Linked DNA regions of Mus musculus: regions 1 and 2 are each linked to region 3. Evidence: chromatin contacts called from public Hi-C data. All regions are on one chromosome and are shown on one strand. Each heading gives the region's core, a stretch centred on a gene start, on an enhancer-like site or on the middle of the called end of the contact. The rest is flanking DNA. Distances are from core to core; before and after follow the strand shown.

Region 1 (4,364 bases), core at 1,494-3,993, 420 kb after region 3:
GAGACGCATGAACAAATAGGTATACACACACACACACACACACACATATATATATACATATATATATCCATAACAATAAATGCATATGTATTAGAGACATCACAGGCACACACAGATAAATTCACATTGACACTCACATAGACACATATAGACTAACACACACAGAGGCACACATGCATATATACAGACTAATACACACAGACACAGGACATATTTGCAGAGAGATCTGTGAATATCTAAAGATAGATGTTTCCTCTAATAAATCGCATAATTAGATACATATGACCTTCTTTAATTTTACAACTAAAAAGAAGAAACACTTCCTAGGATATGACTTTGTATAAAAAATGTATTTTTAAGATTCTAAATGGAGAATGAGATCTTTTTCAAGTTCTTTCTGACTTTCATTTTCTCATTGGTGGTGGTATCTTTCACTGAGTAAACTTGGACAAAGACAGTGGATGAGCCACTGGCCTGACACACCATGTGGAGCCTGCCCTTTTAGAGCGACTCAACGCCAAAATAGACAGCAAAGGAAAACTAAATCCAGCTTGAACAATACTGGCCCTAAAATAGCCATGGGGTTTATGACCACAGCAGCAGGAAAGGCTGTTGATCATCTGCCAGAATCTTTTCTTTTCGTTTGTCACTATTGAATGACACAGAGGACATGAAGCCCCTGTCAAACGTACAAGTTCAGAACCCCAAATCAGAGATCCTAATAATAGCGCCTGGTGTATAGCTGTCTTCTCTTGGAGAACTAATGAGCCCAGTTCTCCTATGATCTTAACCTGGTATCTCCAGAAGAGCTGCTGGATGTAAGCGCCCTACTCTTTTTTACGTGTTCCCTCCCTTGTCCTTCACAACAATTCTTGTCAGGTAGGTTTTGTACTCTCGTGGTACACATAAGGAAACTGAGGCTTGGAGAGGAAGCTGACTTGCTTATCCATAGAAACATAGCTGGAATGTTCTTTCTGTGGTTAGAAGCATTTAAATGTGCTGGGAAGGAGAGAAACTCTCACTTTTGACCATCTACACAGAAGACACACCACTAAAACTGTAGATCACAAATCATTTTCAAGCCAATAGCAGAATCATTAGCAAAGGAGAAAGAGACCATTGAGTCCAGAATGACAGCAAAGTAGTTCAGAGAGACAGAGTTTAACTGGTGCTAAGTGAAGACCAGCAAATGGAAGTCAAAGAAGACACAGCAAGTTAGAGGCAAGGGAGAGGCTATGTTAGCTCTTTGCTGTGGTCCAGGCTGGCAGGGAGACATATTGACTGGAATTTAGGTTATTGTGGGTAAAGAGACTTAAGACTGAAAGTGGTCTCAGCACAGCTCTGAAAGCTAAGGATTTAAGAAGTCTTTTGAATTCCTTATCAGTTAACAATTGATGTATGGTAAAGGTCAATTCTCTGAATGCAAAACCCTGACCACCAAGGAGGGAGCCTGAAGGGCTAGGACGAAGTGGAGATAAGTACAGGATTGAACCGGTTCTGTTGGAGGCAAAGCAGGAAATGAGTAGCCTGGTTGAAGCTCTGCCTGTAAACTCTTGGTAAATGGAAGTAATCCATGGTAGTCTTAGCATTTCTTCCATTCTTCATGGGACTGCTTCTGTCTGCTGATGAGGGACCACACCATTTAAATGGACTGAAATCAAACTATTTCTCTATCCCCAAATAGTAGCTTTGAGACTGGGAATAATCTGTGTCTGTGGCCATGGACAGAAGATGGGCCACCTTTTTAGAAAGAGTTTTTTTTCCCCAATATGAGCATCACCCTCCCCTAGGAGAATGTGGGACTAATCCAAGGGTGTTGGAAGTTACATAGCAACTAATTCTTCAACGGTGTTTATGAAACGGAAGCCTAGCAACTCATGGAGGAGTCAGATCCACAGGATCTCAGTCCATGAGGCTTACAGTTACAGTTGTAACTGATTCAGAGGTGGTCACATGTTGCTCACCCAGAAAGTAACCCCGGGGCTGCAAGTAACAGGAAAACAGCCATGCCCATTTTATTCATATTTTATAACCTACAGTAAACATTTACTTAGCAATTCCACCCTGTCTATCACCGCCTTAGACACTTATGCAGAACTTAGAGTCATACTGAATGCCAATATGATGTTAATTATTGCAACCAAAAGAGGCCTGTATCGTTAGACTCTGATGAATTTTTAAGATACACTGGAGGGGAAATTGAGTCATAATATAATTCTCTATGAGGGTTTGAAAGTGTGATCCTTAAGATCCTTCTGCTCTGTGTGACAAGCAATACGATTTTTAAGCTCAGACAAAAGTGGGTGTCTTTTGGTTTAGGGTTCTCTTTTCACCAGGAAATCCCCTCTTCTAATAGGATTCTTTTTGTTTTGCTTTAATCCTTAATCTAGGGGGAATGTCCCATCCCTGTGAGTCATCAGAATGGCTTCTCACAGGTAAGACCTAGAAAATTCCTGAAATGCTTCCCCTGATACTGAGAAACGTACTCAAGTCAATTGAGAAAGACATTAAAGGGGTCTGATGAGAAATCTAAATCCTGTGCCTCCTACCCTTTGCGGGGATGTTGCCTGAACCATGAACAACGTTTCCTGGATTCTAGAAACAGGCACATAGTTTGGAATCTGCAGCTGCTGGACAACACCAATTGGGAAAAATAGTAGCACAAAGGCAATAGATAGCCATCTCGCCTTGAAGACGCTGACTCATGCAGATGAGTCATTTACAATCGGCATGGCGACGGGTCTCAGCGGGACCAACTCAGAGAACACTGTGCGCTGAGCGCTGACCATGTAAACAGTGCAAACTCCCTCTTGTGATTCTAGGAAAAGAATCTTAGAACCTTTAGACAAAGAAATCAGAGAGGAGTGTGGCTGCTGTGTGGGTCACACCAGCAAATCCAGGCAACATCCGGACCTTACCATTCTCAGTTCTGATATCCGCTGGCACTGGAGCCCAGAGCTCAACATTTGGGTAAACATTCCACACTGGAGTGAACTACCTTGGTGACCTGAGTAAATTATGAATTCCCAAGACAGAATTACGGTGTCATCGAGTGTGACTGTATGTAGCTGGGCATACATTCATTTCCCCACTCAGATTAGCTATAGCATAAATAATACAGAAGCACCAACCAGAGCCAAAGGTGCTCACTGGAAGGTTCTTTTCTGGTATTAAAATAATGAGTGTACGCTCCTTAAGAACCTTCTAGCAACATGTACAAATAAAGCCACACACAGTGACAAACTGTGCTGCTTGGAGTTTAGCTGATGACATCCTTGTTATTGAAACAGGAAATGACTCAGCCTGGGCTAGACCAGAAAAGATCATATATTATATTCCGTTTTGTTGGCTCGTTTGAAAAAAAAAAAAAAAACCTACCGCAAGGCAACCATGCTTGTTTTCAGGTTTTTAATTTATGCATTCTAGCAAATAAGAAAGAATTTCTTGATAAGCCATTATTAAAATGTTGCAAAACAGGTTTTTCACAAATGTTAGGATCAAATGACTGCTATAAGCTATAGAAGATATGTTTACTATTTTTAAAGGGGATGGGTTAGGGTATTGGAGTCCAGATAGAAAACCTCTCAGCCCTAAATACTAACATTTCTATACTTAGCCGGAGCCTGGTCTGTTTAGATAAACTGATTTTGAACATAATTTTATGTTTATTGCTTTTTTGACTGCATTATGTCTGTGTGAGAGTGTCAGAAGCCTGGAACTGGAGTTACAGATGGGTCTGAGCTGCTATGTGAAGGGTCAATGCTCTTAACTGCTGAGCCATCTCTCCAGACCCTCGATAAACTTTCAAAAAATATTTTAATTAAAATATATCACTTCCCTCCTTCCTTTACATCTCTCAAACTCTTCTTTTCTAACCCATTCAGTCTCAAATTGATAACCTCATTTATTTTGTTTTTGTTGTTACATATGTACGTGTATATACACAAAAACATAAATATAACCTTATATATAATTCTTAACACATTACTAAATACTAGAGTTTTACTAAAATTCTGATTTTTTTTCATTATGACCTGGCATAATCTGAAGTTTACCTTTGTCTATTAAAACTTTGCAGGTATGATAATTGGCAATCAAAAGCAATTAATCCAACAGACAAAAAAGTTGAACATAGATTAAACATTATAAATTTTTACATAAATAACTGAACTATTTTACCCACTGAACACTCATAATAATCATAATAGTCACTAAGATAACAGTTTTAGAACAATACTTTTACCTCTGAAATATTCTTAATTAGAAAATTATATCTTGCATTCAATAGTTAGCAAATAGTAACTAAGTTGTGCCCCTCCCCTCCCCCCAGAGCTCAGATGATTCAAATGGAAAGGGTTTCTGGT
Region 2 (4,111 bases), core at 927-3,426, 290 kb after region 3:
GCCTGGGTCTCACTCCAAGGAAATAAACTACTTATACAGAATCATAAATAAGGCTCTGAGGCAGTGAAGCAATCAGTGTGTAGAGTACTTCCCTCAAGCGTGAAGACCTGAATTAGATATCCAGAACTTACATAAAAATCTCTCATGGAGGCTGCTGTTCTAGGTAGGTAGAGACAGGAGGCTCCCTGGGGCTTTCTTGCCAGACAGTCTGCTTCCAGGTCCAATGAGAGACCTGTCTCTATAAAATAAGGGGAAAGTGACGAGGGAACACAACCTCATAGATTTCTAATCTCTACATGCTCACATAGGCACATGTACAGGCACAAATTTGTGCATACCTCCAAACATGCACACAAACACATACACACATACCACACACACACACACACACACACACACACACACATACACATACACACACACACACACACACACACACACACACACACACACACACTAAATAGAATCCTAACAAAGTAGGAGGTGCCTCATAGTATTGCAACTGAATATGGCACCTTTGGTTGATATCCCTGGGAGGCCTGCCCTCTTCGGAAGGGAAATGGAGAAGTAGATCTGGAGAAGGGAAAGGAGGGAAGACTGGGTGGAAGGGGGAAATAAATGAGATATATGAGAGAATAGTACTACTAGTAGCAGTAATAGTAATAATAAAAATAATAAAGAACATATTTTTCTTTGCGTTTTATAAACAACATACAGAATACATCATACTCAAAAAATGTAGGCATGGATGGGTATCTCTGAATTTATTTTAAAAGGGCCTATTGATTCTTTCTTAAGCACTCTGGCCAGTCCTTATCAACATAACACAGCATCTCAAGGCTAAGGCTCTTATCTCTACTCCTGGTTAGAGTTTACATTCAAAACCAAACCCAACCAACCAACCAACCAAACAAACAAACAACAACAAACCACTGGGCAACATAAAAGCTGGTACTTTGAATTTATCACTGGGCTTCTCTGAATCAGTGGCAAAGGAAACCAATAAAATGCCTAAGTGGGGTTAATGGGATCTTAGCAGACAAACCCATCATTTGTGTATTCTCCATGCTACAGTGGGTTGGAGAGAGCACTTCATAGTTGGCTGACTCCCCACTTCTGTTCCTGTTAGAATTTTGGTCTTAGAGTAAACTTACACCCATTCCTTAGTGCCCTGGTTCAGGTTGTCTTGGCCTTTTTATTACGGGTCGTGTTTACCAAAGGTTTACAACTTGGCTGTAAACACCAGTTGGCACCAAAACCGGAAAGTTGGCATGAGGAGGTTTGGCATAAACATTGCCCGGAAGCACTTTTTTCTCTCTCTCTAAATCTGAGAAAAACAGGCTAGGGTCATTTTCAAGTTATTTATGTTATTCATGCATAAATAAAAGCGAAGCCTGACAGCATCAAACAGTTGTTGGCTTTTGCAGGCCTCAAAAATAGATTTTATCCAAGAAAAGTAACATTTGGTAAACAAATACTCAGTGACAGGCTGTTAAAAAAAATAAAGGGAGGGGGAAAAGGTGTCATGGGATGGATTAAATAGTAAGAGAAGAGAGAAGGTTTCAAGAACCATTTTTTATGTCAGAGAACAGAGTCAAGAAAGTTATTGTTAAACGGAGAAATTTCTACAGACTCAAAATTATAAATAAGCACAATGTAAGCTTTCAAGTAGATTTTATTAAGATCCAGAGGGCACATCATCCAAGCATACAAAGTAAACAATATAGAATGATCTCAGGGGATAGAAATAAATGATTTTTAAGTATGCATTCTAAAAGCAATGGAATGTTTAAAGCATTTTAAAACTCAAGGAGAGAGGGAGAGGAGTGAGTAATGAATTAACACATGCTGATGTTAAAAGTCTTTTAAAAGAGTTAGTTGTCAGTGTTCAAAGTCTCCTCTTGTCTTCCTTTTATTAAATTGTTTAGAAATGCAATTTGTAAACTATAAACTTCGGCAGCTTGTAGCTGTATGCTAAAGAGAGAAAGTGATGGTGTCAACTGTTCCCTAAAGATCGTCTTTCTGGCAAACTTAAAAGTCAGCCTTGACGTCAAGTGACCCTGGACAAGAGTCTGCATTGAGTTCTGCGAAGTGTGGGCAGAAAGGACTTTCACTCTGGAAACCCTACCAGGGAGGAAGGACTGAAGAAACCGTTTAGGGAAAAAGAAAAGCAAGCCAAGTCAAACAGAAAGTAAAAATAAGTCAGTGGGGAAAGAATGTCAACTGCAGAAGAACGTAGCCTGTCTGCTGCAGCTCGCGTTCTGGAACACGTGTTCTTTCGGCAAGGAAGCGTTTTCCTCAGCTTGTTTTGGTTGCTCTTCGCAAGTGAGGTTGGAGCTATTGTTACGGCTCAAGTCAGGGACAGTTACATCTGGTGGCCAAAGCTGTATACTACCCATTACAGAAGGTAACTTTAGACACACTGGGCAGAGAAACAGAATAGTGCCATTCCATAATAGAATTAACCCTATGAACAGCCCGTAGACATAAGCCAAGACATCCGATCCGTATATTTCAATGCCAATTCAAGATGAAAAACGTTTCCGGGACTCATTTCAAATGTTTGCCTCCCTGGAACTACCTAGGTCAACTTCATCTACAACTACATCTAGAATATGATAAATGTTCCTGATGTGTGCTGCTTCAGATAGAGTCTATAAATCAGTTTACTTACCCTACTATCAAAGCTGTTGCCAGGACAATGTTGTGGCTCTGAGGAGACCAAATCACATGACCTGAAGATAAGTGTTTACATCACAGAGCCACAGAGTGCCATGGCAGACACTGAAAAGCACAAATATACACACAGGATAATCCCTTGGAGACTGTTATTGTCTGTGAAGGAAAAGCCCTAGAGAATGTGGTCTGGACACCAGAGACCAGAGAATAAACATGCTCATCAGATAACATGCTTCTTGGAAAGGGACCTAGGCAGCCTTCAGTATTCTCAGAATTGGCAATTAGTTCTTATTATATTTGAAAGACACATATTTCACCTCAACTGATTAGTCATGTGGCTTCTTCGAGGACCTGAAATGGATTTTTTTGAATTCTCAATTCCTGATATTGAGAATTCCTATGCCTGATATTTACCAGAGCTTCAGCAAGCATCTGTCGAATTAACAGTCAGCATGAGATGCTATGATAAGACATCCGTTGTCACACACTGATGCTTTGTTATTTTAACTGTCTATGCACTAAGACAGGGGTCCTAGATTTGGCTTTGTTTAAAGCTTTTGTTGGTTTATTTGGTGATTTGTTTTTTATTATTTTAAAGGAGTCTTACATGGCCCTTTGAACTTGGTAGTCTAGGATCACTTGAACTTCTTATTCATCCAACTTCTAGAATCAGCACTGTGAAATGCTTGGCTTTCTAGTCCTAGGGTTTGAACTCAGGACTTTATGCGTGCTAGGCAAGTACTCTGCCAACTGAGATATGTTCACTGCCTCTTGGCCTTCATTTTTGGTGGACTTTGAAGAAGTGGTTAGAGGCTAAAAGAAAACTTACACCAATCATAAATAAATAAGTTGTTTTTAAATGCTCTTTTGTTGTATCATTTCCACACAGATCAATATGAACAGGTAAATATGAATGTACACCAATAGATAATAAGTAGAAAACTGACAAATGATAGACCAATTGATCAACATATGTTGATAGATGTGATTATAGATCTATTGATTAATCAATAGATAAGAGTTGACATTAATACATAATAAAATGATTAGTAAATAGATGAGAAACAATAGATGATCAAATAGATAAATAGATGTGTAATAGAAAGAGAGAGAGATGGTAAATAGGTGACACATAGAGAGTAAAGAGACGGCAGATAATGGATGTTTGATAGACAGGTAGATGATAGATAATAGGCAGATAGATAATAGACAGACAGACAGACAATCAGACAGACAAATGCATAAATAGTCCTCAATATGCTCAATGAAGAAATGTTTAGAAAGCATGATCAGACAACACTAATAATTTGACAACTGCTAGGGCAATGTGTTTCCCAGCTAAGCATTTTAAACCCACAAATAATTTTGTCTGTCTCTATGCTGATATGGTAGGGGTATGCATTTGAAAATGAACTCTAGGAATGTAAAATTG
Region 3 (4,541 bases), core at 74-2,573:
GACAAATAAATTCTCTGGCCACTACTTTTTTTTTTCTTTCTTTCTTTTCCTTTTTGCATGGGCACCTATACTGATATAGTTAGCTGTAATATTACTTCAGCCCTGTAAGTGTGGAAGCAAGACCCCAAACCACAGATAAGCAAAAATCTTTCTGAGTATCTATGAATATCCCTCAGAAATTGGTATAATTTACTATAAAAATGCATTCTGGGGGCAGCTTTCCCACTGAATACTAAAATATCTGTGTCTTTGGATAATCATTTTCTGCTTACAACATGGTGTTGCTATGCAACAGGGTCAAACTGACCTGTAATTTCCCCTCCTATTTACTCAGCAGTAAATACAGGACAGCTGAGGAAATCTTCCGTGTGCTAAGTGCACGTTAATGTCAGCTGTGCCAGCTCCATGCCCTGGTAGAGTCCATAATGAGCTAGGTGGTGCTATTTGGACTATGCTCAGCCTCACAGTTGACCAAGTGAGATTTTCCACAAAAGTGCCATCATATCAAATTGTTAATGTTTATTAATAAGGATTACTCAGTTAGTTGGCTGCCATGATGGAATACAAGATTCTGTCCTTTAGGAATGAAGAGAAACTGGACTTGGTAAGTATGAACAGAATGTGAGATGGAGCCATAAAGATCCCAAAGAATCTCTGAAAATTTGGGGTGCTGGGGACTACAGGGTCAGAAGCCTAAATAATGAGAATGTAAGATTCGCCTTGCTCACAAATTCTGTGTTCATGTTGACCATCTTCACTGTAAATTCACTCTTTGATGTGGGATGATGGTTTGGGATGTTTCCTTGTCCTGTCCATTCTCTGGAAAATGTTTTGTTATATAGATGGCATAACACTGACCTCTGAGTGCTATCCCCACATTTGAAAAGTCACAGGAGAAACAACCAGATGCAGGGGCACTCCATACACCTTAAAGTCCTACTGGGACTAGATCAAGTTAAATGGAAAAAATTAAAAAGCAACCCTATATAGATATAAAAGGATATTCTCAGAAGCCATACTGAGTTTGAATAAAAGCCCCAGTGCCAAGAGTAAGCTACATCCTTATGAGTTGTTAGCCATGGAAGCCTCTGAGGCCCCACAAACCAGAGAGGCTATTGCTACTGTTGTTGGTTGTATTCCAGACCTACATGTTAAAACCCTATTGCTGAAGACACCACATCCTTTGACTGCAGGACATAGAGAAATTAAATTAGGACAAAACTGGAAATTCCTACTTTGCTGGCTGGCTTTTACAGCACCAGAGGGAATTCTGTAGGCTGCTAGTGAACAGTCAACAACATTCCTGCTTGATTATGTGTCCAGCTTGCTAAAATCCAACTTGCCAGGCAGGAAGTGACAGCTTATGCAATAGCGGCTCCCTAATAATGGGTAAGACCAACAAGCTTTGAATTTAAGGCCTGTTTCTCAAAAGTGAGTTCTCTTCTGGTTGTGTAAGCTAAGTCAAAAAACTGACTTGGAAAGCTGGAGGTACCAATGAGGAAGCAACTTCTATCATTTTACTAGATAAATGTGATGCATCTCTTAAATATTACTCCAAGTATTTGCTTAAGAATATAGATGACTGTTGTCTGCCTCAACTCATAATCACTGATGAAGCTCCTACAAACAAGTGACTGTTGCTATGGCATGGTGGCCTAATTCTTAGCTATAGGGACATCAATGTTAATGTCCTTTAAGGGTCAGCTATTATTGGGAAAGAGGAAGACAAGAGTCACTTGGTTCCTCTCTTCCTAGAATAAACAATAAAGAGTACTGAGAGTCACTCTGGACAAGCTAAAAAACAATAGAATTTGTAGAGTAAGGAATTATTTTATTATAACAAAAATTCACATAATTTGTGCTTGATTCTATATAATATTCTCCATGAATAACATTTGATGGATGCAGAGAACAGATGAATTGAGCTCCACATAGTAATAGACAAAAGCTAGTGGTGGATTGTGCACAGGAAGCAGTTGTGTCCACAGACGTGTCCTCTTGGATAAAATGGAGAGTTAAAATCCCATAGTCACTAGAGGCAGCCCTGTTTAAACAGAATAAATCACAAGATAAAAAGAAAAAGACATAAATGTGATAAAGGGACTTGTAAGGAGAAGGAGACTTGACTGGGCAAGAAGGGTGATGGTCTGGAGGTGGTGGGGACTAATCATAGTGCATTCATATTCATTTATAAAATTGTTAAAGACAATAATTAATAATAAAATAAGAAGAGAGACTCATTCACTGGTCTATAGAATCACTCTCTTTAGACACAGATCCAATAAAGTGACTGGTACCTAAGTTAAAAATGCTTGATTTCAGGAAGTGGGGTTAAGAGCTTTAGCCCAGGCACGAGGACATTCTAATCTGAATACCACAAACTGCAGGAAGGGACTGGGCTGGAGCAAACTATGAACATGTAGCTTCATTCCTAAATGTCCTCAAAGTTCCCTGCCCACCTATTTCTCCATTAACATAATGCAGTGTTCCATGCAGTATCCTCCTTGTCATAAAACATGCTATTCTGAGTTATGAAATGGATGGATGCCAAGAAATAAATGTTTCCTCTTCCTGACTCATAATCTACTCCTCAAGACTCATCAATGGTGCTGTCTCCAGTCTCCTTAATAGTGCTGGCCCAGCAAGCGTTTTATGGCTGGCTATGAAGCAGGCCCACCTGTGCCCCAAATCCTTAGCAAACAGGCCTAGTTGGCAGCTTTCCTGTTTGGGGCACGTAAATTTAAACATGGGTAAATAATCACACTCCCATCGGTTCACTTGAGGAAGGTTATTGTACTTCCCGTGCTGTTAAACACGCAGAGTGTCAAGGCTGTTCTTTATAGTATCCCTGCAGTCTAATAAATCATTGTCAGGTCTTACTCTAATAAAGACACCTTATGGGTGATAGATTTTATTTGTGAGTTTATGACAAATACCTAAAACATCAGGCATTCCTGTTGTAATCGTCTTTTATGAGCTTTAGCTTTCTCCTGTGCTCAGAACGCACACACACACCTAAGTGTGGGATAGAGAAAGGCAGCGATCTGGATAATAATTCACCTAGTAGCCTTGGGCATTTTCTCAATGTCTCCATATTGCAGCCTTATAAACCTATCTCTAATAGATGTTAATTAATTAGGCATTAATTCTGCTGTTCTTTGAAGACTTGAATGAGCGCTGTGTGACCATCATTTCAGCATGTTTATGGGTATAAGTCCTTTTTATTAGTTTTCACTGATTGCTTTAAAATTTTAATACATTAACCCCTAAATAAGAATGTTTCTATTGCAGTTATCTAGTTCCAGAGAGCAGCTTGTCAGTTTGGCATTGGAAATGGTTGGATAGGTAAGCCAGCGTCTGTCTGACTGAGATCTGATGTTTTCTTTGTTCTCTGATGCTGGAAGTGGAATGGTCTTGCATCCACAGACAAGTTTGCACTACAGTCTAGTAGTGATTGTTCTAAGTTACTGGGTTAGTGATGTGTGACTGGATTATCACAGTTCAACTTGAATGTCTGGGTTGTTAAAGGTTAGGTCCATTTCCATGGGGATGGCTCGGTAACTGTTAAAAAAGGTCTAATCTCTCAGGGTGGAGGGGTTCATGGTACAGGCTGTCTTTTTATACTTATTTTTAAAAATTAAAATGGAGTTACATCATTTTACTTTTCATTAATCCCTTGTGTTTGTGTTTACATACTTTATATATATATATATATATATATATATATATATATATATATATATATACATATGTATGTATGTATGTATATGTATATTCCCCCTGGTATATTATAAAACTGACTCAGTTACTTTAATAGTAACTGTATATATAATATTTCAAGGCTAACTACTTGCTATTGGATAATGACATGGGGGCTTTTCTCTCATAAAGACCATTTCCCCTTCACTCAACATTCCTTAGTTGCCTATGCTTCCTTGTATAGGAAATGTCCCTGTGATATTTCTCTGGTCTACTTCATCATGTCTAAGGCTCAGAAACATTTCAGAAGAGCAGGCAGAAAGACTGTAAGAGCCAGAGCTACAGACACTTTGCCATAAGATTGAATCTCCTAGTAAGTCAGGGAGGCTACACCCATGAAGTCTCAACACACTGTCCAAACAAGTCCTGAATACGGATGATGACAATAGAATTCTGCCTTTTTAAAAAGTGCAATGCCTTCATTTTTTATGTATATGGGTATGTTTTGCCATCCTGTGTATTAGTGCACCATATGGGTGCAGTGGCTGAAGAGGGCCAGGAGAGAATTTTGGACCTAGAGTTACAGATGGTCTGAGTGGGCATTTGGGTGCTAGAAATTGAACTTGGATCCTTTGTGAGAACAGCCAGTGCCCTTAACTGCTGGGCCATCTCTCTGGCCTCCAGCTTGCTTTTCTTTGCTGGGAGGATAATGAGCTTTAGAGAGAAGAGATGAGGGACTCACTTTCTTTTTGGTCCTGGCCAGGAAGACAAGAGTCAACAATGTTACTGGGTTTCTCAAATGCCAGAATAACTAATGTTCTTTTTAATATGTATACACACAT

What was found. A called contact is a pair of places that touch in the nucleus more often than the background predicts.
Region 1: a Hi-C map of adipose-derived mesenchymal stem cells shows a contact between it and region 3, with 3 times the contacts expected there. The contact joins two enhancer-like sites. A contact is called at or near these places in 7 of 39 promoter capture datasets (the 3T3-L1 cell line, frontonasal cranial neural crest, hippocampal neurons and 3 more), 5 of 484 Hi-C or Micro-C datasets (adipose-derived mesenchymal stem cells, nephron progenitors, stem cell-derived neural stem cells and 2 more) and 3 of 115 datasets of contacts at active chromatin or transcription factors (cardiomyocytes, embryonic fibroblasts and epiblast stem cells).
Region 2: a contact with region 3 is called in a Hi-C map of embryonic fibroblasts, with 2.6 times the contacts expected there. The contact joins two enhancer-like sites. A contact is called at or near these places in 6 of 484 Hi-C or Micro-C datasets (the C2C12 cell line, adipose-derived mesenchymal stem cells, embryonic fibroblasts and 1 more) and 3 of 115 datasets of contacts at active chromatin or transcription factors (the 230-238 cell line, heart atrium and large pre-B cells).

Annotation. Positions count from the first base shown.
Region 1 is chr13:5,842,563-5,846,926 of GRCm38.p6, forward strand. No RefSeq gene overlaps it. Among named protein-coding and RNA genes, the nearest start is that of 1700016G22Rik, 13 kb to the right of the region's middle. Within about 2 kb of position 2,744, at least 292 of the 459 cell types and tissues checked have an H3K27ac peak or open chromatin away from gene starts, as enhancers often do. A contact at or near this core is called in adipose-derived mesenchymal stem cells, embryonic fibroblasts and uterus, where this site is marked.
Region 2 is chr13:5,712,180-5,716,290 of GRCm38.p6, forward strand. The region is part of intron 1 of Gm35330 (a long non-coding RNA gene); the gene reads right to left. Among named protein-coding and RNA genes, the nearest start is that of Gm35330, 10 kb to the right of the region's middle. Within about 2 kb of position 2,177, at least 178 of the 459 cell types and tissues checked have an H3K27ac peak or open chromatin away from gene starts, as enhancers often do. A contact at or near this core is called in the C2C12 cell line, embryonic fibroblasts, heart atrium and 1 more, where this site is marked.
Region 3 is chr13:5,423,003-5,427,543 of GRCm38.p6, forward strand. No RefSeq gene overlaps it. Among named protein-coding and RNA genes, the nearest start is that of Gm40660, 30 kb to the right of the region's middle. Within about 2 kb of position 1,324, at least 67 of the 459 cell types and tissues checked have an H3K27ac peak or open chromatin away from gene starts, as enhancers often do. A contact at or near this core is called in the C2C12 cell line, adipose-derived mesenchymal stem cells, embryonic fibroblasts and 2 more, where this site is marked.